Regions from separate parts of the Drosophila melanogaster genome. Here all the other regions are linked to region 5. A link is a contact called in public Hi-C and targeted proximity ligation data. All regions are on one chromosome and are shown on one strand. The core of a region is the stretch at or near the end of the contact, and the rest is flanking DNA. Distances in the headings are between cores, read along the strand shown. Region 1 holds the start of lncRNA:CR43459 (long non-coding RNA:CR43459). Region 2 holds the start of lncRNA:CR45906 (long non-coding RNA:CR45906). Region 3 holds the start of drn (doctor no). Region 4 holds the start of Dfd (Deformed). Region 5 holds the start of lncRNA:CR44331 (long non-coding RNA:CR44331). Region 6 holds the start of RhoL (Rho-like). Region 7 holds the start of Unc-115a (Uncoordinated 115a).

Region 1 (3,909 bases), core at 612-3,111, 2.0 Mb before region 5:
TTAAAAAAAAAAACCTGCAGGGATTTTGTACAAAAACATCTAAATAAGTTTTTGTTCAATTTTCAGAAGGCTAAAATAAGCTTTAAACTGGTATTTTTTTGCCACTTCATCTTGACATCAAATCAATCAAACGGGGATTTTCGCCATGAATCACTGAAATATTTTCGTATTTCTCTGGTCAAGATAAGCTGATTCCTCATTGGTTTCTATTCGTTTTGAATTTGCATTGGCTTTGGAAATATCTGCCTCTTCTATATCTGTTTGTGTTTGCACGCCTGTTTTCTGTGTCAAATGCATTTTTCAGTCATCCACCCACACGAGTAAGGGGGAAAAATAACAAAAATCGACCTCATAACACCCACCCACATAACACATCCACACACGCACACCACAGCAGGTGAATGGCGATTCGACTGTGTGTAAATTTTTGTGCTTCTCTATGTAAACGATGGCCTTATGTAAAAGTCTGTTCGTTATTTTTACACAAAATATTGCAATTTGCTTTGTGTGTACCCCTACACATACATATGTACATGTGTATATGTATGTGGGCCCACGGTACGTATATGTACTATATACTGCATACTGTGCGCTCGCATGGCGAAAACTGTGCAAGGTCAAGTGACTGAGTATGAGTTGTTGCTCTCGGATTGCAAGTGCCTCCGATTTAATTGCCTTGCCTGAATTTATCCACACTTTCAAGTCGCCGCAAGTCGGGCTTTAATTAAGATTTTTACTTGTCAAGCGTCTATAACCTATTCCACAATTAAATCCGGGGTATTTTGAGCTTCATTTCTTATATAAGATGATGAAAACGATTTGCACAGCAAATGAGAGAGAGAGAGGGATGCAAAAAATTTGGGTTACAAGCGACTGCAGCGATACTAAATTTAAAACTGCCGCTGTGCGAACGAAAGCAAAAAGGCAGCTGATTGTTTTAAACAAATTGCCCGACTAGACACACAAAAAAACTGCTTGACAATGTGTGTGTGAGTTAGCGAAAATGTGTTCGCATTGCACTTCTATTGTTTTTGTGTTGTTGTTGCTTGAATTACAGGGTGCCTCTTTGTTGTGCCATTGCATAATGCCCAGAGAATCGCAATTGCAATGGCAGATGTGCAGCTAGTCGACTGATATTACGTATACGCCACCGAAAAAGCCAAGACCCGCTTGGTTTTTGGATTTTGATGAGGGTTTAGCTTAGTGTTGGTGCTGGTGTATTGCTGTTTCCGTTTCTGCTTGTGGGTTTATGCAATCCAGGGGTACAAAATCACACTATGGGTTGTGGGGACGGGAGGGGGTGGGGGTACGCAGTTAATCAGCTGTTCAGCTGGGGATCGATCGACTGTTCGTTGGCTGTGGGCCTCTGCGACTTCCGCTCGTTGTTGCCGACTCGATGGGGAAATGAACACTGAAGCTGGCCAACGGCAATGGGCCAAACAGAAACGGACGTCGGCGACTGCAGCAGCGATGGCAGCAGCTAACACTGCGTCGACGTCAACTGCAGCTGCGTTTTTGGCTTTGCTTCTTCTGGTATTCTTCGTTGTTGTAAAAGGAAAACTGTTACAATTTTAGGCCAAACGCGACGCGAACCGATACCGCTTTGATGGCCACGTGTGTGTCTTGTTCTCGCTTGCCAGTGTGTGAGTGGTAACAAGTGTGTGTGTGGCAAAGACGCTCTAAGGTGAAATATACTAAATGCAGGGCGGAATTTTGTACGAAATGTATTTCTGTCTCTCGCTGCAAGTGCAGCTGCCACAACACACACCGCACACACACACAGAGCCACGTATATACTATTCGCTTCGCGGCTAAAAACTAAAAAGTCAAACTACTTTGGTCTAATGCTGAAGCGCAACTGTCAGCTGCTCGGGCCGTTCAAAAAAGCTAGCTGAGATAAGGCTAAAAAGCGAGGAGAGCGCGCTTTCGGTTAAAGCTCTCTCTCCGCACTCACACGGACGCACACATGCATGCGAACAGCGGAAACCGAAAGCTTTTGCAGTTGCACATGACGCAAACAAAAACTATCTAGCTCTCTTTATCTATTCCTTACCCTCTCTTTCGCTCTCGCTGGCTATCTTTTTCTCCCTCGCACAGTTGCAGTTTAATGTTCAAGGTGATGTTTCGCTGTGTGCGTGCGAGTCCGTGTGCATGTGTCACAGTTTTTTTAGTTTTTCGGTTTTTTTTTGTGGGAGAGATTCCACAATTATGCGAAATTATCGATCAAATTTTGCTCTAAGGTCAACCTTAAATTGAAAATTCCGCTTTTCCACCGCGAATGTTCCCCCTGAGGCCAACAGCTGGTATCGCAATTGTTAATGTTAATCTCGTCATGCACGACCTGCTGTCATTATAATATTAGTTCGATAAAACGAGAGCTGGCACACGATCTTGGGCGATAAATGATTTCAAGTGCGCCGACAGTCGACATTGCACACAGTCCCTATGAATTTAATCTATCTGATGAATCCCCCAAAAAAAATATACACAAACTTGTGGAATGTACATATGTACATACATATGTATGGAGATGGATGGATGTGAAAATGCACAAATCTACTGACCAAAATATAAAACATCTAAGGTAGGAACGACGAAGTAAAATTGCAGTGCACAGATTTGTTTGATAAATAGTTTATCTTTAGAATTAATAAAAAAAACTATTGGTTATAATACCAATAAAATGCAATCCACTGTTTTGTACGAATGAATCAGAGTAATGTTTAAAAAGCGCATTCATCTATAATTGTACCATAGATTAATGATTTAATTTGTTTATCATAAACTTGTTATTTCCGATGATATATTAGCCACAGCTTGATTTCTATATCCCTCGGATTGCGTAAGCCGCAGAGCTCAGCTCGGCCATTGTCTATAATTTTATGGCGTTTATTATTAGCGTTTTTTATTGAATTTGACGGCGTTTTATATGCGAGCACTTCAATCCCAGCTAATTTCGACATAAAACTTGTCATGAGGTCACCGAAAGGCGAACAAAATGCACAGTGTGGCAACAAATGTGGCTTTAATTACCCTGCAGATAATTGTTTGACCAGTCCAGAGGGTAGAAATTGATTTCATTCTATGAGTTGACTGAAAAAATCATTTGCTGTTCTGTCACCCAGCGCGATTGCATAAGACAGAAGCAGAAAAAGAAACTCTTAAATGCACAACTATCACACAATGTATATAAGCGTATACTATGGAATAAACGGGGGAAAATTCGCTCGGGCGGAAAATCAATTTCGCTTTCCTTGACCTCAAGGGAGAAAAGAACGAGAAAAGACAAAGGGGAGTGTCGACAAAGGATAATTGACGGTCATTTGAAATGCAAAAGTGACAAAAGTGTCTGCATTGGCTAGCAGGCAAATGTCGAAATAATGTCATCAAGTTGCCTTTGCCTTTGCCTCTGCCGTTGCATTGTCTTTGCACAGCTGCAGTTTGCGGTTCGGACCAAGAACAACAAATCTTGGCCAAATTCAATTCGCAGCGCATTTCGGTTGCCAGTGTGCGCAGTGGTGTGTGGGCCGAAAAGGCGATGCGAAACGAAAATAGAAAATGCCAAATGGCTTTGCTTTCGTTTTGCAGCACAAGTGCACACGCGACTGGGTGAAAACCGCGAAAACAGAGGCAGAAAATCGGGCGAAAATAAATATAGTTATATTAATCACAAACAAACAAAATCAATTTGCAGCATGAACATCATTTTAATTGTTTGTGCCAGCCATTCGGCGATTTCTAAAGCAGATCGCTAAAAATTTCCCTCATTACTACGGACGGTTTGCTATTTGTGCGGGGCACAATTAATGATTTCAAGAGTTTTCAGAGCGTTGCATTCGATGCGCCCATAATCGCACCTCGGAGCCCCAAATCCCAAATCGGCCGATGTGCGTGGATAGTATAAAATAC
Region 2 (4,108 bases), core at 267-2,766, 1.0 Mb after region 5:
AATTAATTTATTTCACTTCCCTGAAATGTCAGGTCACCCGAGCAACAACAACACCATGTTTGGGTGTGGGTGGGTCGTTGAGTTTTTATCGAATCTCCGGGTCGCGTGTTGCCTGAATTTGACAAATTCCCGTTAGCGACACGCGTCGCTATATTATTCCTGTTTTTGGACCTTTTGTGAATGCCTTTAGTTGTGTCTTGTGGTACAGTTACCGTGCTGTTGTTGCTAATAAAAAAAATGGATATGTGGGTAGTTTGGTCCTTGACCAAACCTTACCTCAAAGACTTGGCTTGTCTAAATTTTAATATAATAGTTGGGATAGCAAATTTAGCATCTTTGTCATAAATAATGCCAACCTATTGTTATATTTTCACTGGGATGTGAATAAATATCAACCTGATTCATATTTTGTGCATGTTTTCAACCCCAAAATAAAACTCCCACGACCTGGTAGCACTGGCTGAACTAAACCTCTGAACTGACACTTGTGTAAATATTTCAGAGTGACATTTTTGTTTTAATATGATTTTTGGCAGGCCTGAGCTGCTTACCCTCCTTTCGTTTGATGATCAATAGTGCGTCCTTAATGGGTTTGTTCAGTGGCGTGTGCAAAGTTAAAAACGTTGCCTGCAGAAATATTTGCACAATTCATTTGATTCCTTGAGTGCTGCACTCACTGCTGTTTGTTGGGAAACCCTCTTTTTTAGATTTGTTTGTCGGGCTGAACGATCCGCCACTGTCGAGACTTAAAAGCATCACCTTTCTGGCCCAGGGATTGCACTAATTAATGCATGTTTAGGTGTTTTATGGCAGAGTTCCTATTAATTATGAACCAACCATTTCGTGTCCCTATGACAATGAAAATTTTACAACAGGTAACTTACAAAAAGCAATGAAACTTGCTTTTTTATTAAATAATAATCTGATATTCTTGGCGGCACTTAAAGTTGTTGTATCACAATGTACACGTTCATTGTTGGTGATGTTCGTGATACGGAGTTTTGACTGCAGTAAAATTAATTTTCCAAGCGGCAAAGAAGCGGCATTGTTCCTTTGCCACATTTCTGGTGATTCGATTACGGTCGCAATGTTGCAACGGCAACATTTGTGCCCCAACACCGCCCAACCCAAGAACCCAAAGACTCCCCCTTGGCTTTTGTTGGGTTTGTTTGTTTTGTAAAACAGGCACGTTCACCTGTCTTCCTCCCATGCCCCTCCACCGTTGTTGCGTCGCCAGGTAAATGCCACTTAACGTTCATTTTTGCCTTTCTGCACCATGATTTTTTGGGCTTTTATTTGCATCGCAAATTATGCTCGCTTTTCTTCTTCTGCTTACCACTCCAGCTGCAAACAATCTGCTGCTTCTTCTTCTTGCACTTCTTTTATTTATTGCCAATTGCAAATGTCTGCGGTGGCGGTTCTTTCTCTCCCTCTCCTCTCGTTCTCCTCTCCTGCCATACAATTCAATTATTTTTCATTTTCCTGTTTTGTCTTCTTAAATCGCTGTCTGGTAACTACAACAACAAATACGGCTACAACAACAGCAGTGAGAGTAGAATTAACCTGCATGCAGCAATTGCCACCCACCCCCACCCTCATCGGGCTATCTCGCTCGCTCGCTGATGGGCATTGCATAAAACACACACAACGAAATATCTACATCTGCGTTTGTTTTTATGTTGCAACGGTCTCTCGCTTTGCTCTCCGTATCTCTCACTCTCTTTCTCTCCGAAGTTGCTCTCCGAAACTGTTCTTAGGCTGGATGGGAACAGTTTTGTGTTGTATTAAAGTTTATAGTTATAGAAATAAATATACAAAATCTTCATGAATTTGTGGGTTATTAATACTTTTATTATATTTAAACAATATTTACGTGTATAATATGCAAAAAAAAGTGTTAGTGCCTTAAGTATAATTGAAGCTCATCTGTTGACCGGTCTAAAAACGATGTTACAAGCAATAAACTCCTTAACCCATAAACAACAAAGCACCATTATTATATGCATATGTACATATGTAGTTGTTCTTCTATAGCCAGATATTTATCCCTTTCTAATGGGTGTCATAAAATAAAATAACAATTACTACAGCGACTAACAGGTACTTCTTGGCCAAGGAATTTCAGCTATAATTTGCAGTCCCCCTGCTAACTTGGTCAGTCTTCTTTTAATTTATTGCTCTTTGTCACATTTCTGTTTTGCTAAGCTTTTCTTTAGCCTTCGCTCTTCCTGGTCATTACAGTGTTGTTTTTGCTGCTGCTGCGCTTTTTTTTATTACACCAACAGTATTACGACATGCAGTTTATGTTGTTGTAGTTCGGCTGCATTTGAATCCAAATCTTTGTTGCTCAAAGTGAGAGACAGGGAGAGAGAGAGAGTACACGGCGTATGTGAAAGATTCACTTTTACACATCCAAAAAAGAGATGTGAGTTATTTTAAATGTAGTATTAAATTAATCTGAATTTTTGCCATATTAGGCAATTATTTGATATCATTTTTTGATCATGATCTTTTGTAAATATTCTTTTTGGAATTCAAACTGAAATATTGTTTTTATGTATAAAATTTGTTAGAGCTGCATTTCTTTCTGTGCACCTGAGTTATACCGTTGCACAGCCTATACTTTCGACGTCACTCCTCGTGATGCATGTGGCTTAACACTCAATGGTGTTTTCATGAATTTGAATAAATTTGCACCTTGCTAATTGTTCTCAAGTACCTAAATCCCACTCCCAAATGCTCACTGGGTAACGTTTTCCAGTTAACTTATGTATGTGCCTCCGTTTGCTACTCAACTCCTTCATGTATGTTTGAACCTACGAATGTATGTTTATTTTTATGCTGCCGCCGTGTGTTCTTCTGTTTTTTTTTACCGTCTGCACACCGGTGAGTGCGAGTGAGTGTGCGTCTGGCCTACGTGCAGACATGCACTCACACTGGCGCAACAGCAACAACAATACATACAGACGTCTCAATAATCCCCCACGGAAAACCGGCTGCCAGCCAAACCAACAACAACAATGCAGCACGCTCTCTGAGAGCGCTTCTACTCTCCCGCTCGCTCCTGTGCAGTGTAGCTTCTAAGCGCTCGGATGGAAACTGGCCAGTTTATTCGAATTTCGAACTCCGTACGGCCATGCAGCAACTATAGCTCCGTAGCTTACTCTTTGGCCATGCAGCTCCGCCGACGCTGCAGCCTCCGTGCATGTGAACCAGAAAAACAGTGGATAATTTGTTGATTTTCGGTTAAGCGAGATATCGAGCGTGTGTGTTTTTGACACCTCCAATTAAGTTTAGTTCTGTATGTGTTTTATTTGAAAAAAATTCATGTGGCCGCTGTTGGCTCTTGCATGTTTTTCCAACAAGAAAAAACGCCAAGTTTCCATTTAAAAGAAATTAAGTTTCGTTGAGGAAAAAAAGTTTAAACGTCGACGGTGATGTGTGTGCGCGCGTGAGAGAGAAGGGAATACGAAACAAGAAGTGACAGAGAGCAAGAGCCAGCCCAGTCGCCGCCACATAAAAAGTTATTCACCCCAACAACAACAAGAAAAGCAATAGCAATAGCAACAACAAAAACGGGAGAGAGCGGCGGAGGTGGTTCTCACGTATGCGCTGTGATTTTGTGATTGTGTTTGCGAGTGTTTGCGTGCGTGAGTGTATACAAAATACAGGCAGCATACAAAATAATAATATTGAAAGCGATACAACAACAAAGGCCGTCCCGTCGAAGACGAAACGTCCAAAACGGAAGAACTGGAGAGCCTGTCCAGTTAATTACGGAGCACAAAGTAGAATCGAACAGCAAAGGTGAGAGAGAGAGTGAGGAGGGATAGGGGTCAACCTGGCTCTCTCGCAAAGAAGACGGGGGCGAGGAGCGGCCAAAATGATGATGATGGACACCATGGACACCTCGCAATCGCAGCCGATGGACGTGGCTCCGGCCGTAGCAGTGGCAGCCACTTCGGGCGCAGCTCTGGTGGACTTTACCGCTGCCATGGTGAGCATGGCGGCCACCGCCGAGGCTGAGTCCGCCGAGAGCAACAACAACCACATCGACATGGCCGAGTACAAGGAGCACCGCAAGAACAAAAAAAAGAAACGCGAGAAG
Region 3 (3,672 bases), core at 145-2,644, 1.2 Mb before region 5:
AACACGACCGAGAGAGAGGGAGGGGAGCGCGGAAAAGTGATTACTTTATTATCTAGTTTAGTTAGCAAGGCGCTGACTGGGCTGACGATGACAGTTGTGGGTAATTGAAGCCAAAAACCAACGTGGATCTGATCCTCCAAACGCGAAGTGAAGTCTCCAAGCACTCTAACAGAAATGAGCGGACCTCGCAACGCTTGATGACTGCGACTGGCGAGCTAACAGAGCTCTGTTGGTGGCAATTTGGTGATGAGAGCGTGAGTCTGTCACTCAACTTCTCCGGTTGAAAGCAGTTAACAATACCAGGAGTATGTAGGATTGAAATGATCGAAATGATTATTATTTTCAATACATTAGCTATAAAAGAAACACTTATTTATATAAAATCGAATACAATGTTTGTTTAAAATTATTTTCAATTTGTATTTTCTCCTCTTGACAATAAAATCAAACGCAAATTGGACCGAAATGTATGTAAAATAAAATTCTTATCGTGACACGACGTAACATAAACTCATGGTCTCATCTCTAGCCCAAACGAGCGCTGTTAACGCAAAAAGAGCGTTGATTGCTGGTGTGGTGAGAAAGTGGTTAGGAAAGGGGAATGAAGGATGACAGGCTAAAAAGAAATCGCCAGTCAACGGAGAGAAGCCATGTAGGAAATAAATTAAATGTGAACCGAGCAAAGATGGTCGAAAATGCGTATTTCCAACGAAAAACACCACGCTATGTTAGCCCAACAGTGCAAAGTGCACACACAATAAGATTGTGGAAGGGGAACAGAGGGAGACAAGAGACAAAAGACCAATGCAACGATAGAGAGTCAAATTTATATCGAGTCCCTGCCAACAAACCAAAACTATTTCCGCTTACTGGGCGTTTCAAGAAACCTTCAAACGCGCTTTTAATAATCTTTATGGTTTTTCGTATGACTTTAAATTGGGCGACGACATAATTTCGACGACGCCATATTGTTCGCCAGCCCAAAGAGAGCTACAGCGTGTTAACAGCCGCAGAGAGCGAAACTGCGCTGCTGCGTCATCAATGCAAACTGCGCACTTTTTAAAAAAAATAATTTTAATATCAATTTCTATGCGTTCACCGAACGGGAAACAAAAGTATTAATGTAGAAATCGCCTAGCGTATGGCGATTGCTTTGTCTTCCCCAATAGTAATCTTTTTGATAACAGTGCCATATTGTGAAATGGCTGTTGGCTGGCCGTGGTGAGTATTTGCCGCAGTTTAACAGGCCTGAAATTTGGTTTTCCAAATCACCCTTACCAAGAGAATGTCCGTTTTGAGGTGCACTTTGTCCAATTTCATTACTGATGTTTCAGAACATTTGTAGTCTAATTTCGTGTTTTGTCCTTACTGAGAATGGAATGAAGCACAAAAGCTTAGTGTTGATTAGCTCTGAAATGCAGTGCTAATAAAAATTATACAGCACTGAAAATATGATTGCCCAGTTTTTGCTCATTACATTCTTTTTGTCTATTTTGTATATATCTAATAAATAATACTTAGAATGTTAAATACAATTTAGGAAATATTATTTTCAATAAATTCATGCATACATTTATTAAATATATATTAGAGGGTATCGTCAATCCGACCACGCTTTCACATCGAAATGTTATTTTGTTGCGATCACTCGCAAAGCAAATGTAAAATCAAAAGCAAATTAAAAAGTCAGAGTGGGGCTAAGAATTCGCTTAATTAGAGGTCATAGGCTCCAATGAGATCGTGTTCATATAAATAATATAAAATATCACTTACGATCCGTAGATAGATACCAGTTTGTAAAGTTTCTCGACAAATATTTCAGCTATCAAAGGTCGCACCTGCCTACGAAATTGGTTCTGCACTAGCCTTGTTGTGATGACAAACAAGCCAAAATAAAAAGCAATAAAGAAAAAAAACCAACCAAAAATAATAACAATTTAAATGAACAGACAGTAAAAATACGCTAGTGCTAACGAACTTTGTAAACTTAAAGGCAAGGTTGCAAGCAGAAAAGCTCCAAAATTATGCGAGACGTACAAAGGCAAACTTAAAAGCGAGCGATACTAAATACTACGTAGTATAAAGTCGCTGAGCGTTAAAAATAAAATATCAGACACGCAACAGCGACGGCTGCCAGCAGTGTTTTCTATAGAAAACGAAAATTATTTCCTGTTTTCAGCAATAACAACCGCGCGTGAGGTGGAAAACGAAAATATTGCCCTGCAGGCGGAGATAACAGAGTTGGGGGTGTCTAACAGTCGTGGTGAATCCGAAACGCATTTGGCCATTGCATTGCAGTTTGTTTACCATCACGTATTAGCCACAAACCTTATAGAGTATGTACATACACATACATACATGTGTATGTATTTATACGTATACCCCGTAGCTTGCCCCATGAAGTTAAAACGACGCAGTTGTAAGAGAAACCAAGACGAGGCGGAGATACAAAGGGGCCTCAAACAATGCGTAAAAAAGGTGATTGATAACAAGGTGCGCCTTACAAATGTTCACTGTCTGCCCTCCACGAGCAATACAGAAATTCGTTTAGACCTCCAATCCATACGAAATTCTCTGCGCTTATCTATTTAAATGCTCTGATTTGGGTAATAGATTTGTATAGATTTGTATGTATGTATGTACATTGTAGCAGAATTTAGCGAGACTTGCAGTATATAAACGTACATAATAATTCCCTTTTTATTGCTTAATAAAAAGAAGCAACTATCTACATAACTCTTCATTTACCTTTAATTTTAGCAATTTTTGGTAAAACATATTACTTATTTGTCACAGTGTCTATAATTATGCTGATACAATTGGAGCTACAAATAGAGGGTGAAACGTTTTTCGTGCACACAGTTGCACTTTATGTAAACATGTGGGCACACGCACAAGGTTGCGGAAGAAGAAAAAGAAGTGCATTGTGCAGTCGAAAAGGAGAAGGAGCAGAGAAAGAGGGCTAAAAGGACAACCATAGAATGAGGGAGCAGACAAGCTTGGTGTATTTTTGGCACACTATCGCCCCCTGTAGCTACCTCTCTTTCTCGCATTCGCTTATACCATTTCGCTGTGGTGCATTCAACCTGCTGGTGAGAGAGACAGGTGCACTTACAGTTCCTCGCGATCAACAGCTGTGTGAGTGATTGCGAATCGGGCAATTACTTAACTGCGTTTGCGAGATAGGGTATCTTAAATTAATATTGTTACAAAGTATTGGAGCTGATAGGATTTCATATTTTATTGTATAGTTTCTGTACTCCAAAATATTTATATTTTCTATAAGATAACTTTCAGTTGGAGCATACTAACTTTCGTATATGGTAACGTATAAACATGATCGTAACTAAATTTCGCGTAAAAAATATATTAAATGATGATGATGAGCAATTCACGTGAACAGAGAAGGAAGGCTAACACTGGACTCGGAGACAACGCAATTTGCTGAACTTTAATGCGTAGCAAGCCAAATCGAAAAATGCAGTAAACAATGAAACATTGCTAACGGCCCACCCTCCATCGTCCCCATCCCCGCCCCCTTTCCGAGATGATTTGTTATTGTTGGCCTGGCTTACACGGGGTTGTTGTTGCTGCGTAGCTTGGTTGTTGCTGGATAAGGCAGCGGCGCATGCAACAAATTGCGTTCTACCAACAACAGAAACAACGGCATTC
Region 4 (3,884 bases), core at 1,166-3,665, 1.3 Mb after region 5:
CCTCTGAAGAGGCCTAATAACCAGGAGCCTCTTAAAGTGCTGATTGCAGCGAGTGGGACTCACTTAACGTTATGTGCATTATATTATATTATATAGGAGTAGTATGTACAGGAACTTGTCGTTTGGTGAACACGGTTCGCCCCTCGACGCAAGGCGTGGCACTCTTGATTTTGATTAATGAGCTTGGAGTCGCAGTTTTCTTTTTTAAGTTACTCGGTTGGCTGGTGTCTTTGGCTTTTAGATTGTTTATTTTCATTTTGGGTTTCGCCCAGGAACGAACATTACAGGGGCCTGTCAGTGAATCAAGTGGGTGTTGGCAGCTAAGTAATTTAATTAGCATACCCCGAAAAATGGGACACGACATGGGCGCGAAGGGGAGAGCAGGAGATAAAGAGAAACTTTCAACTTACCAACTCCCGCCACATGGATCTTCTTCATCCAGGGGTAGATGATCCGTTCGCCATCGGTCGTCTCCGCCATCAGATCCTCATCGCTGTCTGAGTCCCCGAGGTCGTCGTCGTTGTCGTTGGAGCCCAGCTCGTCTGGAGATCGATCCAGCATGAGCCGATCCTCCTCTGACATATCGTCCTAAACAAGTCAATCAAGGCCTCGATTACGCATTCTCTCTTGGCACATCTGCTGCAAGTACTTACGTTTTCGGATCCCATATCATCACACCGCAATCGCATCCCTAGCTCTTGCAGTTGTTGTCCGGCAGGTACAGCTTCTTCTATGCGTTTTTCTAGTTTTAGGCCTGCATGGAATGGAAGTCACTTTAGTTTGGTACAGTGTAATTAGAGTAGCTAAAATCGAATTGAAGGGCTTATATATGTACAAAATATTAGATCTTTTTTAATATTACTATGCGGCATAACAATCTTGTGGGCTTATTTTAAGTGTTTTTCTCAATCTGCTCCCTAGACATTTTAAAAGGTTTGGATATACGAATGTAAAATGACTTTGCTATGGAATTGATATATAAATAAAAAAAATAATTATATAAATATAAATATAAATATATATTTAATATAAGGATCGATTGATAATCTTCAGATTATTGAAATAGTACTAAGTATATCCTCCTATCAAATCTCAACGGATTCCAAGAGACAACAGAAATTCTATTAGTATGGACTCACCTAATTCCTGCAGTCCCAGCGCCGTGTTCGTCGGTGGTTCCGTGGAGCTGCACTGAAGGGGCAGATCCATCATCTGGGAGTGCGGCGAGTGTCCTTGGGAGTGGGTGCTGCCCACACTTCCGTTCGCCGTCCCATAACCCCCACCGTACCCGCCGTAATATCCATTTGCCGATCCACCCACTGCGCCACCTCCGAGCACTGCGCCACTTCCTCCGCCACCACCGCCATTGCTCGTATTTGGAACGTTTGCCGCCGGTCCGTATCCGTTCGTGGGATCGGAGTGCACCGCTCCTGCGGATATGAATTCGGGGGCGTGGTGGACGTAATAGCCGAGGCTCTGGTGCGGATGGGCGTGTGGATGCGAGTGCGGATGTGAGGGCGGAGTGGCATTGGCATAATTGGAACTGTAACCGCCGGCGGATGCCTGGTGGTGTCCAGATATTGCACTGTTGCTATGGTGGTGCGGTAGTGAGTGGGTGTGCGAATGGGAGTGGCTGTGCGGATTGTGGTGATGCGCCATATAGTCACTGACCATGTCCGCCGGGTGCATGGAATGCGGATGACCAGTCATCCCACCTGCTCCACCACCTCCGACAGACCCAACACCTGCACCACCGCCGACGGCACCACTCATATGACCCGTAGATGCGGTCATCGAATAGTGTCCATTGTAGTGATGATAGTCATCGGCCAACGGCGGAAACTTTGGGTCCAAGCCATTGCCCATGGACATGGGACTCTGGACATGATGTGGTGCATGCGGATAACCCATGAGAAAAGAGCTCATGACGGAAGGTCTGTTGGATCGGGGTTCACCGGATGCGTTTTCCTGGTTATTACTTTGTTATTCGATTTTTTCTTGGGCACTATCACTTGGATTGCACATACTCCGAACCTTTTGCTTTTAGTACATTAACTATTGATTAAAGGCGCTGCTTTTGCAAGTAGTAATTACTTTTAAGATTGTGTTGGTTAAAATAAATTTCGTATTCTTTTTAATATTTTTAACTAAACAAAGGGGTTAGAAGGCTCCCGTTGTCTTCATAATTTTCACTTTTATTGTTTTGATTATACTTTGTTTGCACTTTTTTGTCACTTTTAAAAGCCGTGGGGCCTTGGAATTCTGAGAAACTTGATTATGGTGTTATTTTCCGGTTATAAAAAACGTTTTTACAACGAATTTCAATCCCACACAGGGAGAAAAGTCGGACGTTTCGGTCTTACGAGTGCGCTGCGAACACGAACCGTCCCATTCGAGCCGATTTTTTGTTATGCTCGCTGGCGATAACTCTCCGTGCGAGCGAACCTGTTTCGCCACTCTTCGCTCTTGTTTGCTTGTGCTCTCGCTCGCTCTCTCTCACCGCCATTGCCATCAAAACGGGTTTTCACTGCCGAAGCAATCGAAGGACGGCCCACACACGCGCACAAATAAAGCCATTCATATGTAGCAGCCATGTCTGTTCACCTTTTCTCACCCTTCGCCTCGTACGCCATTTTCCACCACTGACCATAGTTCTCTCGCAAGCGCGACTGAGAGGGAGCATTGTGGTTAAAGCGGGATGGCCAGATCTTTGGTCACACCCATTTTGAGTTGCGTGAACAGTCAAGGCATACAATATTGAACTAGTTCAAAGAAGTATTCTTAAAAAAAAAAAATAAAAAGCCATTAATTAAAACTTTAAAATATAATTTTACTTTTACTGTACAGTGTATATATTTTTTTTATATTTTAGTAACGTCTTATTTATTTTTTTACGAAATAAGCTTATTTTACTTTCCAAGGATTAATAAATTGAAATGACAGTAAATCGAATAGAAAATTAAAAACGCAATTGTCTACATAGAGAAATAGGATTTCTGAATTGATTCAATGTTATATTTATATCTCAAACAGCACTGTTTAGCTCATTAGCACACCTACTTACCTACCCTCGACTGTTCTTCCCTCAGACTTACTATTTTGGTTGTACTTTTGCTGTGAGTGTGCTGGTACCTTCAAAGTCATGGCGCACGCTCGAAAATTGAACTCGACGAAAAAGTTGTCTGGACCCAAGAAACTCCGCCCATTTTCAGAAGGCTTTCATCGATCCCGGACAAGACGTAAGTGTGGATATGGAGCACACCATTTATTTTCCACTTTCATAAATGGATTCTGTAGGAACGATGCAGAGAACGCGTGGGTAACAACAGTATTGATCGTAAAGAGGGGACGGTACTATTGGATGCCGATTTCTTCGTCTGAATTCAGCTACCGAGTTGGAGAGTCCGAGCTGACTTGCAACAATTTCAATTGAACAACCAACGAATATCACTTTGTTCTCCTCTGTGATTATTGTTGTGGTCTGGCTGGGGCTAAGGCTGTTATTATTGTTGTCATTACTACCGTGATTTTTCCTCCGATGTTGTTGTTATGGCGATGACGGGCACATATTCAAATGGAGCAAGCGAAACGTGGAAAATCAATAGAATGATTGTTGTATAATGCACATCGAGAAGGTTGGATATTTAATGCTTTAATATTGTTTTTAGTAAATATTTAGACTGATTCATAACAATCCATAATGTGGGTAAAAGAAAATATGGCTTGTACTTTTAAATTCGTACTTCGAGCAATGCGGAATATTAACAATTTATTTATAGGTAATATCATACAAACTTTTGATTATTTCGCTTAATGAATTCAACAGATTTTAAATTTTTGTGATATATATTTTAATAAGTTTGAAATCTGCTGACCCTATAGAG
Region 5 (4,043 bases), core at 1,246-3,745:
GACCTTCAACTTGGCGAATCTCGACTTTGACGTGTCGAGTCATACGGAAACAACAAAGCCCCCCTAACAAGACAGCCTGCACTTTGAAGTCGCCTTCAACTTAAGCGGGTCGGGTCGGGGTGAATAGTGGGTAGTGAGTGAGTGAGTGAGGGAGGCAGGTAGATGGATCAGGGCTCTCCTCGGGTGATTCACGAAGAGCATGCGCAGCGGCAATAACAACAAACGGAATGTTTCATAAACAAATTGCGCGCAAATCAAACACTTGGAAAATACAGAGTGCGCGGGCGCAAAAGTCTCAAAAGGAAGGTATTGATGAATAAGTACACAATGAGTTGTTTTTGTATACCCTCCCATTGACGAGACTTTTTCGTTGAAGTAATAACGATCCCATCTTACGATCTTAAAAGTGATATTCTAAATAATTCATGTGTATATTAATCATATTTTTTTCTCTGTAGAGAAAAACGAGGAAGTGTGGGCCTCGGGTTCCCTTTTAAAATGATTAAGAGCCTTATACATTCGATACAACAATAAAAAGAACGAAGCCGCAACGCAAATTTCAAATTTGAAATTCCTGTGCGAATATTTTCATTTTTTTTCGCTTGGTCGATTTTTGCATTTTAAAAATAGCCGGCTGACGAATATTGAAATTATGCGCACGGGGGCCAACAAAAATGTCACCTCGGGTTTTTGGTTGTTGTTTCGGTTAATTCTTTTTTGTTTGTTGTCTGCCAACGGATTCTCGATTACTCATTAGCCGAAGGATTTTGATTTTTTTTGGGTTCTCTCATTTTATACTGAGTACTTTTTGGCTGAGTTACTTGGGACAACGATATTGACTTTTTATATTAGAACAATCTATTTTCTAAACTCTCGGTATATATTTGAACATATGCATTCATAGTTTTATCTAATCAGCTGTCCAATTGTATATATGTATGTATATAGAATGTGACTATCGCCAAATGTTCTCGAGGGGCCTCAGCTTTCAGTTTGCTTAGCTGCTTCTACGACCGTGTGTCCACAACCCGTAATTGTACTTCGAATGCCCCGTAAACGTAACCTGTAACCGTATATATACAAATCTATATATGTACATATGTGTGTTTGTATGCTCCGTTGTAGATTAAGTTAGTTCGCCAAAGAGGCCTCTCCGTCGTTGGCAGATAAAAGTTGACGGCTTGATAACTTGATAGCTTGGCGCGCAAATAATATGGGTACAGTCAGTACAGACATCGCGGCGATAAGTTGACAAATTGGATGGCAATCGTAGGAAAGGATGTGGAATCGGCTAGAAAGCCCCTAGATAATAGATAATAGATAATAGATCGAGCATTGCTGTGAGAGATCTCTATTTCGAATTTAAACCTTGCTATTATGTTTATTTACCTCAGCATCTGGTATTCTTGGCCAATTTAAGCGGAACGTTTGTTTATAATTATGGCCTTGTGTTTAAAAATGTCAGATACCTTGAAGGAAGTAAGATTTTACCTCTTTTTCTTGGTTTATGAAACAAAACATTGCATACATATGTACAGAAATAGATGCAAATTTCATTTGTTATTAGTAAATTGGTCTTTAATTTTTTAGTTCTTAACTTTTTGGGATATCTGAAAAATCCTTGTAACGCTTAAATCTCCATTACAAGTAAAATAGAGCGAATACTACCGATTGAAATACCGCTCAATTTCCTGACAATTGAGGCTTTGATTGCTTTCTAGGCCAAGTGGCTCGGTTTGGTTTATCGTTCATGTTAATGACACAGCATAATGACATTAGCATTATCCGACAACTACAACTACAACAACAATTGGGGCCTCGAACTCTACCGTCGCCTAATGAGCCTCTGCCGGTGCCGCTGCCACTGCCGCTGCCTCTGCCGGCGTTGAGTTCATTTTAAGCTCTGCTTCAAAATAGCGGTGCTTCCTCTTTCCCCACATCCCCCAACACCCCGCCACCCCCGCGCACACAAAGTGCTGTTATAATGAATGGAAAACGAAAAGCAGCGGAACAATGAGAAATCATAAGTTGTACGGTAGAAGAGGAAGCTCACTAAGAAGGGGATCAGCATATATTCAGGCGAAATAAAACAATAATAATAGGCATAAGGTGACGACGGCAAACCAAAAACGAATGCGCAAAAGGCCGGGGCAAATACACACAAACTCACAAACACAAACAGAGAAGCGAAATCATGACTCATGCACTCAGTACAAAATTGTACGTATACTTTTCCCTGCTTCTTCTTTCCCGCCGCCGCCGCCACCTCCTTTTGCTTCTTCTTTCTCTTGTCCGTCTCCCCACCCACCGTTACTTCGTGCCTGAGTACTAATGTGTTGCTGCGCGGGTGTGAGTGAGCGAGAGAGGTAGAGCATTTATAAAAATAATACTTAAGCATGTATAAAAGCGGCGAAGTTAAGGAGCAACAATTAATAGAAGCACACTTTAAAATTTTTTTAAAGCTTTAATCCCATTTTAAAAATTTGTTACTTAGATTTCTTTCTGTGTAGCGGTCAAAAGAAGTCTGAACCAAGGATTCTGATCCGACAGATGCAAATAAAATAAAGAGCGCAGGCAAGCGAGAGAGGAAGCGATATTAACCAGCTGTTGCTGCGCCCCGCACCTGAAATCCACAACAACAACAACGACCATAAAACACCAACAGCCGAGGCCGCACGCACAAGGATAACCCACTAAAAGAAGAAAAAACCAAATCGATGACTCATGAACAGGAACCGAAATGTTTACAAAAATAGAACATATGCCAAAACGAAACAGCGCCGGAGGAAAAGAGAGGGGTGAGAAGTGCCGTTGGCGGCGCAATAAATAGCAACAATAAGAAGCCAACAGAAAAATCGATGCGGCTGTACCGTTCACCCAACCATCCATCCATCCACCCACCCACCACCACCTATCGCCCACCCACTCTCTCGCCATCTCGCTCTCTGTGTTCCACATTGCATTGTGAACGAACAACGAAACGTAATGGCGATGAGTCATCATCGAGCCAGGGCACAGTGGTGGCCAAAAATACATTAACACTCGGGCAGCGCAGGAGGCGCGTCGACGACACAACCCTTATCAGAAAGGACGTTTGCGGTTGGCTGGTTGGGTTAGCTAGCCTTGTTGTTGGTGCTGCAATCTGCATAAAGTTTCCATTGCCCGTGCAAACTTGTCTGCACCGACAAAAACGGCTATAGTTGTGGCTCCTATTATCATATTCTACCGAGTTTACTCTATGATAAACTTTTATCTACAAAGATCGACCTTCGCAAGGCTATAGCTTTCAAGTAACTCAGGCGTTTCGTTAAGATTAGACAGAATATTATACCATCTTACGTTTTAAAAAATATTGAAGCACCAAATCTCAGGTGGAACTAAATGAGTAGGTGTGAACTAAAAGAGTAATTTTTTTTCAAATCCTTATTTCTATCAGTTATGTTTTTCAGTGTGGCCAAAGTCGCAACACAGTTACGGCAGCAACAACAATGCGACGACGACGCCGCTGCCGCCATGCTGTCTGCCAACGCCAACACGCAACAGCAACAACAATGCGACGACCAAGAAGAAGAAGGGACAGAGGACGGAAGGAGCGAAGGAGGCGATGAAGAGAGGCGAATGGATAAGCGTAGGAGAAGTCACAACAAAAACTTTTTGAGGTGGAAGGAGCATTGCTCCTTATCAACGCACCCCAATTGCCTCCATGGGAGCGAGGGAGTTGGATAGATATGTACATGTATTCCACGTTGGAAATTACTTTGACTTGAGCTTTGCTTTGAAATTTTTTACGGTTTACTCCAAATTAGCTATTAACTTAAGATTATAACAAAGATTAAAATGGCACATTGAGCCTTTTAACTTTATTTTATGAAGAAGGATTATTGCTGATTTTAAAATAAAATAACTTTATTTAACCTGTAATTCAATTTATAATATGAATAAGGTCTAGGATCCATTTCATACACATAGTTTCTTTTACGAATTTGGCCTGTTCATTCAAGGTACTGAAATATAATCCAACAAATACTCATATTTACTTAAAA
Region 6 (3,962 bases), core at 251-2,750, 1.4 Mb before region 5:
TAATCCTTGGCAACAGTTTGTCAGATGTAGGTTTCTTTTATTTATTTTAGGTTTCCAACTAAGGTGCAATGCCCCGCAGTTTCTGAACACTGCCACATGCGCATTTGATTGGGGATCACTCCTAGCCTTCCACGATTGTTATTGGATCTAGTTATATTTGTTTTTGTCACTTCAGTCCTCCCCCCCATGATTCGCTGTTCCAGGCCGCTTGCACGAGATAAGATATAAAATATGAGTGCTGTTCAGAAATAGCAACACTGCACTCCGCTCCCTTCGGTCCGGACAGACCGGAAACGGGAAATGGAGACACTCTGCAACATTATCTGGTCTCGCCCCTTGGCTATGCATAGTCGCCCTTTCTAGCCTGCGAATTTGATTCCTTACAGTATTTCACCCTGCGACCTTGGGAACAATTTGCATCCCAGCCACATTGAGTTACTCCTGTGAGTGCTCCTTAGTGCTCCGCCGCACCTGCTCATATCTTTTGGTACAATTCCCATTGTCAAGAGTCTTCCAGAAGTATCTTTGGTGTTTGCAGTAGTGGCACACATGTTGCTCATGTGTTCGCTTAAGTAGCTATCCCTAATTGGAAATGCTGCACATTCATATTTGTGTATTAATAATTTTCCGGCTCTTCTCTTTGCTGTGACCGCCCGACTTTTTGGGTCTGGGTCGAAGCCTTTGTCACTTGACCTTTATTCTTTGTACGGCAGTGACTTGCCCAGTGCAGTGGTAATTCTAATTAATGTAGTGCCCCATCAACGTGTCGGCTAATTGAACTCATGTACGCCAGTGCCACATACTCGCAGTAAACGCATTTTATTCGGTCTAACCCGCAAGGCGGTTCTTTGGCTTAATTACCCCTACATCGGACAGATATAAAGCCCAGTTTGGAGGCACGCACTTGCGGAATGTCGTTGATTAATGGCTTATGCCAGATACTCGGGTTGCAGGGCGGGATATTACGCAACAGGATTTGTAGCTCACAAGTAGCTTTAAAGTAGTATTTTGCGTTCTCAGTTAAGTAATTGCGTGAGTAGTTCAGTCTTAATAATTTGACGCACTTCGAAGTTTGATTCAAACGTTTTATTCGTAGTAGAAAATGCGTAAATAGAAGTAACTAATTTATCATTATGAACTTATTTATGGTGGTTTTTAATCATGGGCTTATTTATGTACTTATATGAGCATTGAGCTTCTGTATTCTAAAAATAAGCATTCAAACCAAAATGTTATCAACTTGAATACGAAACATTAAGTTGGAATTGCAGACATCACATCATTTACTCAAAAAGAAATGCAAAAATATTTATAGGGATTAGAAACCTGGAGCTGTAGTTCGCCAAATTCTTCTTATCCAAACCGAAACCTTTGATAAGGAAACATTGTGTGCCAAGTGCTAAGAGAGAGAGCTGCTCCACCGCGCTCTCTTCGTTCGCTCTTCGCGTATCTGCGAGCTACTCGAACTCTGCGAGCTAAACGAATCGGAATCGCCAAAGGTTCAGTTGTTCGACGACATCGCGTGCGATCGGTTGTTGCTATTCGTTTATCCGGTTTTATACTCTCGCCGCCGCCAGTTCGAGTAATCCACATCCACACTGCGATCAAGTCGCACGTCATCGCCAGCCAGACGTGTTGTTCGATTGATTATTGCAAATAGTACGCATACGGATAAAAGTACGGGCACACAAGTCCCGTATCTAAAAGTACGTCCAGTTCAAAGCGTCTACGCAACACTCGTATCCCACTAAGTTCATCCTCGCCAGCAGCTAGCTGGCCAAATGTCGAATCCAGCGCAGAATGAATTCAATAACACCCAATTGCGACGACCTTGCGATGGTGTGGGCGCTCAGTGGGTCTGCGATTGCACGAGCTGTTAAAATAACAACATTTATCTTTGGCTGTAAACACTATTAGCATAGATCTCACTCACTGGGAGAGTTATCTTCGTGATCGTTCCTCCTTTTTCACCATCACCTGAGTCACTTTGTATTGCGCTCACGTCACCGCACCCCCCCCCCCCCCCCACCAAACCTCCCCCGATCCGACCGCCCATCCGTCCACAGCTCTGGAATGCCAAGTTGTTTCGGTTTACGATCCCAACTCTCTTGCTCTCGCTTCCTCTTCCAGTCCCAATTCCAATTCCAATCGCTGTTGTGGGGCTCTCTTATTCTTCGGGGATCTTGGCAGGCGACTTGATTCTCCACCATAATGGGCTCGATACCATTTTTAGTTATCAAACAATTATATGGTTACACAGCCATTTAGAGGACGTCGCAGGAAACCGAGTACGTGAATCGCCTGTCGCCCCAATCCAATACAATCCATAATGTCGCTAATCAATTCATTGCGACCTATGGCACAATAAACACTCCGCATTAACCTCAATTAATTTACCTAATTGGCAGCGCGTGCCCTTGCAATCTGCCCGGATCCAATCTGATTCTGGGGATTCGATGGCTCCTCTGACCAGGTAACCATGGGTTTTCGCCATGGTTCCACATCCACTTATCGCCGTTGCTCTTTCAAGTCCAATTCCCTATGTACACCGCATTCACCGACATCTATCTTATCTAATCAGTTTATTAAATACAAAAACCCATGCGAGAAACCATAAAAATACATGCACATATACAGTTCGTATATTTTTCGCAACAAGAAGCAGAGTTGAATAAAAGTGTTTTTTTTTCGCTTTGGTGTAGAATAGAAATAGGTGTCTATATAGAAATGTACCTACCTATATAGACGATTTGGAGTACCAATTCGATCTGGTTTTGGGCGTACGATTAGTTATACTGCTGCTCCACTGCAAGTTCTAATAAAACGAAATTCTTAAGAAACTCAAGCCGAGTAATCTTAGTTATATAAAAGAATTACCTACATTCTACTGACGTCGCTTCACATTCGTTATTGCGGAATTATTTAATTAATTGCGTAGTCGGATGATCCATCTATACGTATAATTCACTTATTGACTAACTCCGCCTTTGTGTAACTGAGTTATTTGTGGACCGTCTGCTATATGGGAACGGGAATCCAACTGATGCATGCACCCATTTATTAAGGAGGCTGATAAGAGACGCCTCCAAGACGAGGTTTGAACTGGAGTGACCCAAGTGAATTGCACATGAATACGAGTAGCCATAGTGCAGATGTGTCGCTTTGAGACCTTTCCTCATCTTGGGAAATCATCGCCACCGAATCAATGCAAAGAAAGAGAGAGTGTGAAATGTGACAAGTCTTGTTCTTGGGACAAGATTCCGAGAACGACGAGTTCGTAACTTGATATGAAAAGTTTACAAGAGGCCAAGCCTGTAGATAACAATGAACTGGAATAAGTTGTTCACGGACTGCCGGGCATGTGCACTTCATGTTTCAAGGGAGTGCATTAAATGCACAGCAATTATGTTTAAATAATTTATTATGTGTATTAATTACGAGCCGCGCGCTCTCGCTCGATACAGTTTCATTTTCATCATCATCGGCCAGCGAGCTTGATAAAGAGTTTCCGCTGTTTTCCGAACTGATAGAAAGGCATAAGTTATGATGATGATGCGGCATTGTACAGGGTAGCAGGGGGGTATTGCCACCCACTTGGTGGCATGCCTGGAAAGTTTCGACCATTGCTCGCACACCTGTTTTTTAATCCACAAGTTTACATCGTGGAACTGAGGAAACTCATTCACGAGTTTGCTTCCTACGTGTTGCTTAATCAGCTGGTTGTATAAATAGAAGAATTCGGTAGCATTGGGACTTAATTATTTGCACATTTCTGTAGTCACTAAAACAGCACCCAAAGCTGTTTGTTTATAATAATTTAAAACGCGTCCAAAGAGGCCAAAACAAAAGTGTGCTGTTTATTTAGTTTCGTTGTTGCTCTCTGGCCAAATTTGTGTTTTTGTTCGCTTTATTTTTTTTTCGCCCATTTTTGCGCTAGTGGCTACCTAATGGTCAATTGTTCA
Region 7 (3,985 bases), core at 368-2,867, 1.6 Mb before region 5:
ACGAGGAGTCAATGATGCGTCAATGGCTGGACGTGTGCGTAACTGATGGAGGCCTACTGGTGGCGCAACAAAAGCTAAGCAAGCGTCCCTTGCTGGTCGCCCAGATGCTGGAAGAGTGGCTAAATCACTACCGCCGCATTGCGTAAATATGACTTGCTCTCCTTCCGGACATAGACATGCTAATTAAACCTGTAAACTTTCTTTCAGACAAGTGATAACGGCGCCTTTCATTCGTCGCCCTCAAATCACACATTACTCCAGTGATGGCGACTCGGATGAGGAGTAGAGGATATGATGCGGCACATCCGTCACCCAGCTTCTGATTAGGATGCTGTGCATAGAATTCAATATCCTTATTTTGTACTTTTGGCGATCGTTAGCAGATTTTTGAGACAGGAATAACAAGTGCAGATCCTACACTCTTGCACTCGCAGCTAGCTAAAGGAAACTATAGAGAATACATATGCATATATGCAAGCAGTTGAAAGTTGTAGTTGTAACTAAATTGAAAGCAAACTAAAGGTTAAGTAGCAACGTACGAAAATAGATTGATCGACGTATGTATATCATATCCGTTCCCAAGTCAACGTTCGTTGATTTTAGTCAAATTTATTCACACTGGGTCGTCGAGGCAATATAGACCACATTTACTACGAAATTGAAGCTATACACTGGTAGATTTAATTACACTCACATGTGAAACAATCCATTAAATGATTACGTGTACGAAAGGCAGATGCGAATTTAAGCGGTGGAATTTGTACACCTATGTACGCGGTAGTTAATGTGAATACCCAAGCTCCGGACTTAAAATATTGCAAATCTCAATGTACTATTAAATTTTAAATGGGTGGCGAACACACAACATAATTATGCAGCGGGTGAAAATGAAAGCGTCATTGAAATGTTTATTGATAGTTTTTAAAACACTTTTTGGAATTATTATGAATCATTATACATTCATGCCTATAAATATAATATCTATAATTATATAACATATATAGAAATCCTATGGTTCTAGACAGTTGAACAAAGGGCCAATAACATAATGAATTTTATTCTTATTGTATTATAAATGGAATTTTATCTCATTATTATTTTTGTTAGTAATGTTATTACAATTATTATTATTAACTTCTAAGAAAGCTTATTGTGCAAATGTACACGCAAAACGCATAAAAAAAATCACTTATTTAAATAAAAGTTTTAAGTAAAGATTTAAACGGAAACAAAATGACTATAGTTGAATTTATTTTAATAAAGTATGGACTTTCCTACTTTATTGCCCAAACTAACTTTACTAGTAGATAGATAAAAAAAAGTAGTTCATTATTATTTCTGTCTCTATAAAGTACAAAGTAAATTATAAGCAGCATCATTTATGGAATTACTTGTTATTTTTATAGATTATCAAATTTATAGGGAACGGTACAGTGGCACGAACGGTGTCATCACTAATACATGCTCTTCCACAGCCGAGCTCCCCACCTTTCCAATTGTAGCCAAGTTTAACACCCAACCGCTATTTCCATACGAAACTTATCTTTGGGGTTAATTTTAGTGTATTCTTGGAAGCACGATGTTTTTGCCATCCGAGCCGTATCTCTCAGATACTTAGTCGTCTTTTTGCTGCCGTCGGTTTCGTTGCTGGTGCGGTGCGGTGTTTTTTTGCTGGTCGCAGCTCCGATTTGAGAATCAGACATTCAGGCATTTCAAAAAGGCCACCATTTTCCGCTGTGATCTTTGTCGTCAAATTTAAAGTGCGAGACCACACCAAAAGCAAATCGCACATTCGTCATTCGAGCTGCGAACGCATTATTAACCACACTCCTATCCAGACTCACACATGTTTACAGTCTAACAATCGTGCTACGCAGATTGCGAATGCATACGGCGAAAGATACAAATAGAAAAAATCTTAGCAGAAGAAAAATTTTGTTAGTGAAGTGAAGAGGAAGTAGTGGTGACCTGTGCGCGAGTATTTGTGCTTTCCCCGTGTGTGTCTCTCTGTTCTAGTGTGCGTGATTCCCTCCCCCGTTTTGCAGGCGAAAAAGCGAAGAGCACAGCAGTATATAGTATCTCGCCATGGGTAAGTTATCTGCCGACAAACACAGATACTGTCTCTCTCTCTTCGATTAAGGTGTGTGTGTGTGTGTGTGTGTCTGCGCAAAGTTATCGAAAGGGGGTGGTGGGTGGTGCGATACCAGCATTATGGCATTATCGGCCTTATCGCATCGTAGGAGTGGTTCATATAGCGAGAGGGCAGAGGGATAGTAGCTCAGGTGGTCTCTCGCATGTTCCCTCTTCCCCTTCCCCATCCCCTTCCCTGCACCTTCTTCAACCACTGCCGGTGGGTCATCATCAATCAATACTGGCCAGCTGAGAGTCGGATCGCTCTCACCAACACTGCCCCACTCGCATATGATTGTAGTCCACGTCCACTCCCTATTTTAATTTCTCAGCTGGGATGACGTCAGTGTTGTTGTATGAACAAGTTTCGTGTTCGCTTCTTTACTTTTTAACTTCATAACACTTTTCGGACTAATTCGGGGTGATATTGTCGCTGAAGGGATCTGAAACGCTGACCGAATAAACCTCAAAGTGCTTGTGCAACTGCAATTACACACGATACCGTTAGGGCGTCCCGTCGTGAGAGCCGCTCTCGAATAACCCGCAAACATAAACCTGTAAGCCTGCCAAACCGAAACCGTTCTTCAATGTGCATGTGAATGGGAATGAGAATGGGAATGGGAATGGGAATGGGCCTGCCTTTTGGCGTCGGATTCCTACATTTTCCGCCTTCCATTCTCGAGTTGCCGCTGCAAAGGGCTTGCGTATACCGCTATTCGAGACGTGTACTTGTGTTGTCAATGATTAATTACTCGGCTACTCCGCTACTGGCCCTAATTAAGTTCATATGCATGCACTGCCCTAAAAATGGGTCTCGTTTTCTGTGTGTGTGTGTGTGGGAAAGAAGAATGGTTACAGCTTTCCGAAGTTGAATCTTATCCATTCAATCTTATTGCACACTTTTTGAGGCATTAAGAAACGATCTCAAATTTGCAAAAATCACTTGATGGCTTACTCAAATGTTTGGTTATTTTGAAAGCTAAAAAATTTAAATTATAGTGAATACATATAAATAAACAAATCTACGATTTAGCTATTTGGAAAACAGCTTAGCGTGGAATTGATAACCCTTATAGCTCACTAAAGTACACATTACTTTTTGGTGGGATAGGTTTGTAATAGTGGAATGGATATTGGCCATTTCTCCGAGTGCAGTATTCATCCCGTCTACAAGTAGTTGCATGCGTGCCTAAAATGCCTAATTGACTTGGACTTGGTGAGGATGGGGATGGGGATGTGGATGTGAATGTGGAAGTGGTCGTCGATGTGTACCCCATAATGTCGAGTCGCCCGCCGCAAAAGGCTTAACAATAGCCATCCGAATCTCCGCCTCCGGCAAAGGCGGCAGCAATTGCTCGACATGAACTCATGACAAGAGCATTGACTTCCACTGGGTTTCCTTTTTCGTTTGACTACGCTGCCGCTGTGCCCGTGCTCAAATGAAAGCGAAAGGGGCGAACGAGCCCCATTCCCCAGACCCCTATCCCCGATCTCCAGCCACCCACCATCCCCTCATTCATTTAGTGGAATTTTTCTCATTTATTTCGCCGTTGATTTGTTCGTCTTCGCCGTGCATTTCGTGGTGTTTCATGGCATTTCGTTGGCGTTTCCCAGGCGGGGTTATATAGGTCAGAGCACTTGCATAGAAAGTGGCATCTCCTCTTGTGTTGTGCCCCAATCCCCCCATTCATTTTCCTTATTTTCCCACTTTCCGCCTCCTCCTCAGCCCCCCCCCCCCCTAACCCCTTCACTTGTCTAATTGAATGCTATTTTCGTAGCTGCAGCGTCATCAGCTGCACTTGTGTGGGGTGCTCTTTTCACTTTTCGTCTAATAAGCATACAGGAAGCACTTTCA

What was found. Hi-C and Micro-C count contacts between places; a contact is called where the count stands out from the background.
Region 1: a Hi-C map of the Kc167 cell line shows a contact between it and region 5, with 2.6 times the contacts expected there. A contact is called at or near these places in 7 of 107 Hi-C or Micro-C datasets (the Kc167 cell line, the ML-DmBG3-c2 cell line, the S2 cell line and 1 more).
Region 2: a targeted proximity ligation map of the Kc167 cell line shows a contact between it and region 5, with 3 times the contacts expected there. A contact is called at or near these places in 3 of 107 Hi-C or Micro-C datasets (the ML-DmBG3-c2 cell line, the S2 cell line and eye imaginal disc) and 1 of 7 datasets of targeted methods (the Kc167 cell line).
Region 3: a Hi-C map of the Kc167 cell line shows a contact between it and region 5, with 4 times the contacts expected there. A contact is called at or near these places in 8 of 107 Hi-C or Micro-C datasets (the D17-c3 cell line, the Kc167 cell line, the PNm cell line and 3 more).
Region 4: a targeted proximity ligation map of the Kc167 cell line shows a contact between it and region 5, with 3 times the contacts expected there.
Region 6: a contact with region 5 is called in a Hi-C map of the Kc167 cell line, with 2.9 times the contacts expected there. A contact is called at or near these places in 6 of 107 Hi-C or Micro-C datasets (the Kc167 cell line, the ML-DmBG3-c2 cell line, the S2 cell line and 1 more) and 1 of 7 datasets of targeted methods (the Kc167 cell line).
Region 7: a Hi-C map of the Kc167 cell line shows a contact between it and region 5, with 4 times the contacts expected there. A contact is called at or near these places in 2 of 107 Hi-C or Micro-C datasets (the Kc167 cell line and the S2 cell line).

The regions. Positions count from the first base shown.
Region 1 is chr3R:10,091,713-10,095,621 of dm6, reverse strand. lncRNA:CR43459 (long non-coding RNA:CR43459) reads right to left here and starts at 1,861. Exons shown (of 1, transcript NR_133372.1): 1 at 1-1,861.
Region 2 is chr3R:7,107,420-7,111,527 of dm6, reverse strand. It overlaps lncRNA:CR45906 (long non-coding RNA:CR45906), which reads right to left and starts at 1,516. Exons shown (of 1, transcript NR_133349.1): 1 at 1,264-1,516. The region is part of intron 5 of Alh (Alhambra); the gene reads left to right.
Region 3 is chr3R:9,338,376-9,342,047 of dm6, reverse strand. It overlaps drn (doctor no), which reads right to left and starts at 1,394. Exons shown (of 5, transcript NM_001275480.2): 1 at 1,279-1,394. It overlaps lncRNA:CR43301 (long non-coding RNA:CR43301), which reads left to right and starts at 2,056. Exons shown (of 1, transcript NR_048352.1): 1 at 2,056-3,672.
Region 4 is chr3R:6,790,367-6,794,250 of dm6, reverse strand. It overlaps Dfd (Deformed), which reads right to left and starts at 2,415. Exons shown (of 5, transcript NM_057853.3): 1 at 1,140-2,415; 2 at 654-754; 3 at 411-588. The coding sequence starts at 1,926.
Region 5 is chr3R:8,112,455-8,116,497 of dm6, reverse strand. It overlaps lncRNA:CR44331 (long non-coding RNA:CR44331), which reads left to right and starts at 2,495. Exons shown (of 2, transcript NR_125107.1): 1 at 2,495-3,389; 2 at 3,450-3,799. All of the region lies in intron 3 of puc (puckered), which reads right to left.
Region 6 is chr3R:9,500,119-9,504,080 of dm6, reverse strand. RhoL (Rho-like) reads left to right here and starts at 1,500. Exons shown (of 4, transcript NM_079568.3): 1 at 1,500-1,706.
Region 7 is chr3R:9,703,049-9,707,033 of dm6, reverse strand. It overlaps Unc-115a (Uncoordinated 115a), which reads left to right and starts at 1,617. Exons shown (of 10, transcript NM_001300328.1): 1 at 1,617-2,089. The coding sequence starts at 2,086. trbd (trabid) reads left to right here. Exons shown (of 9, transcript NM_141674.3): 8 at 1-142; 9 at 208-1,038. The coding sequence ends at 286.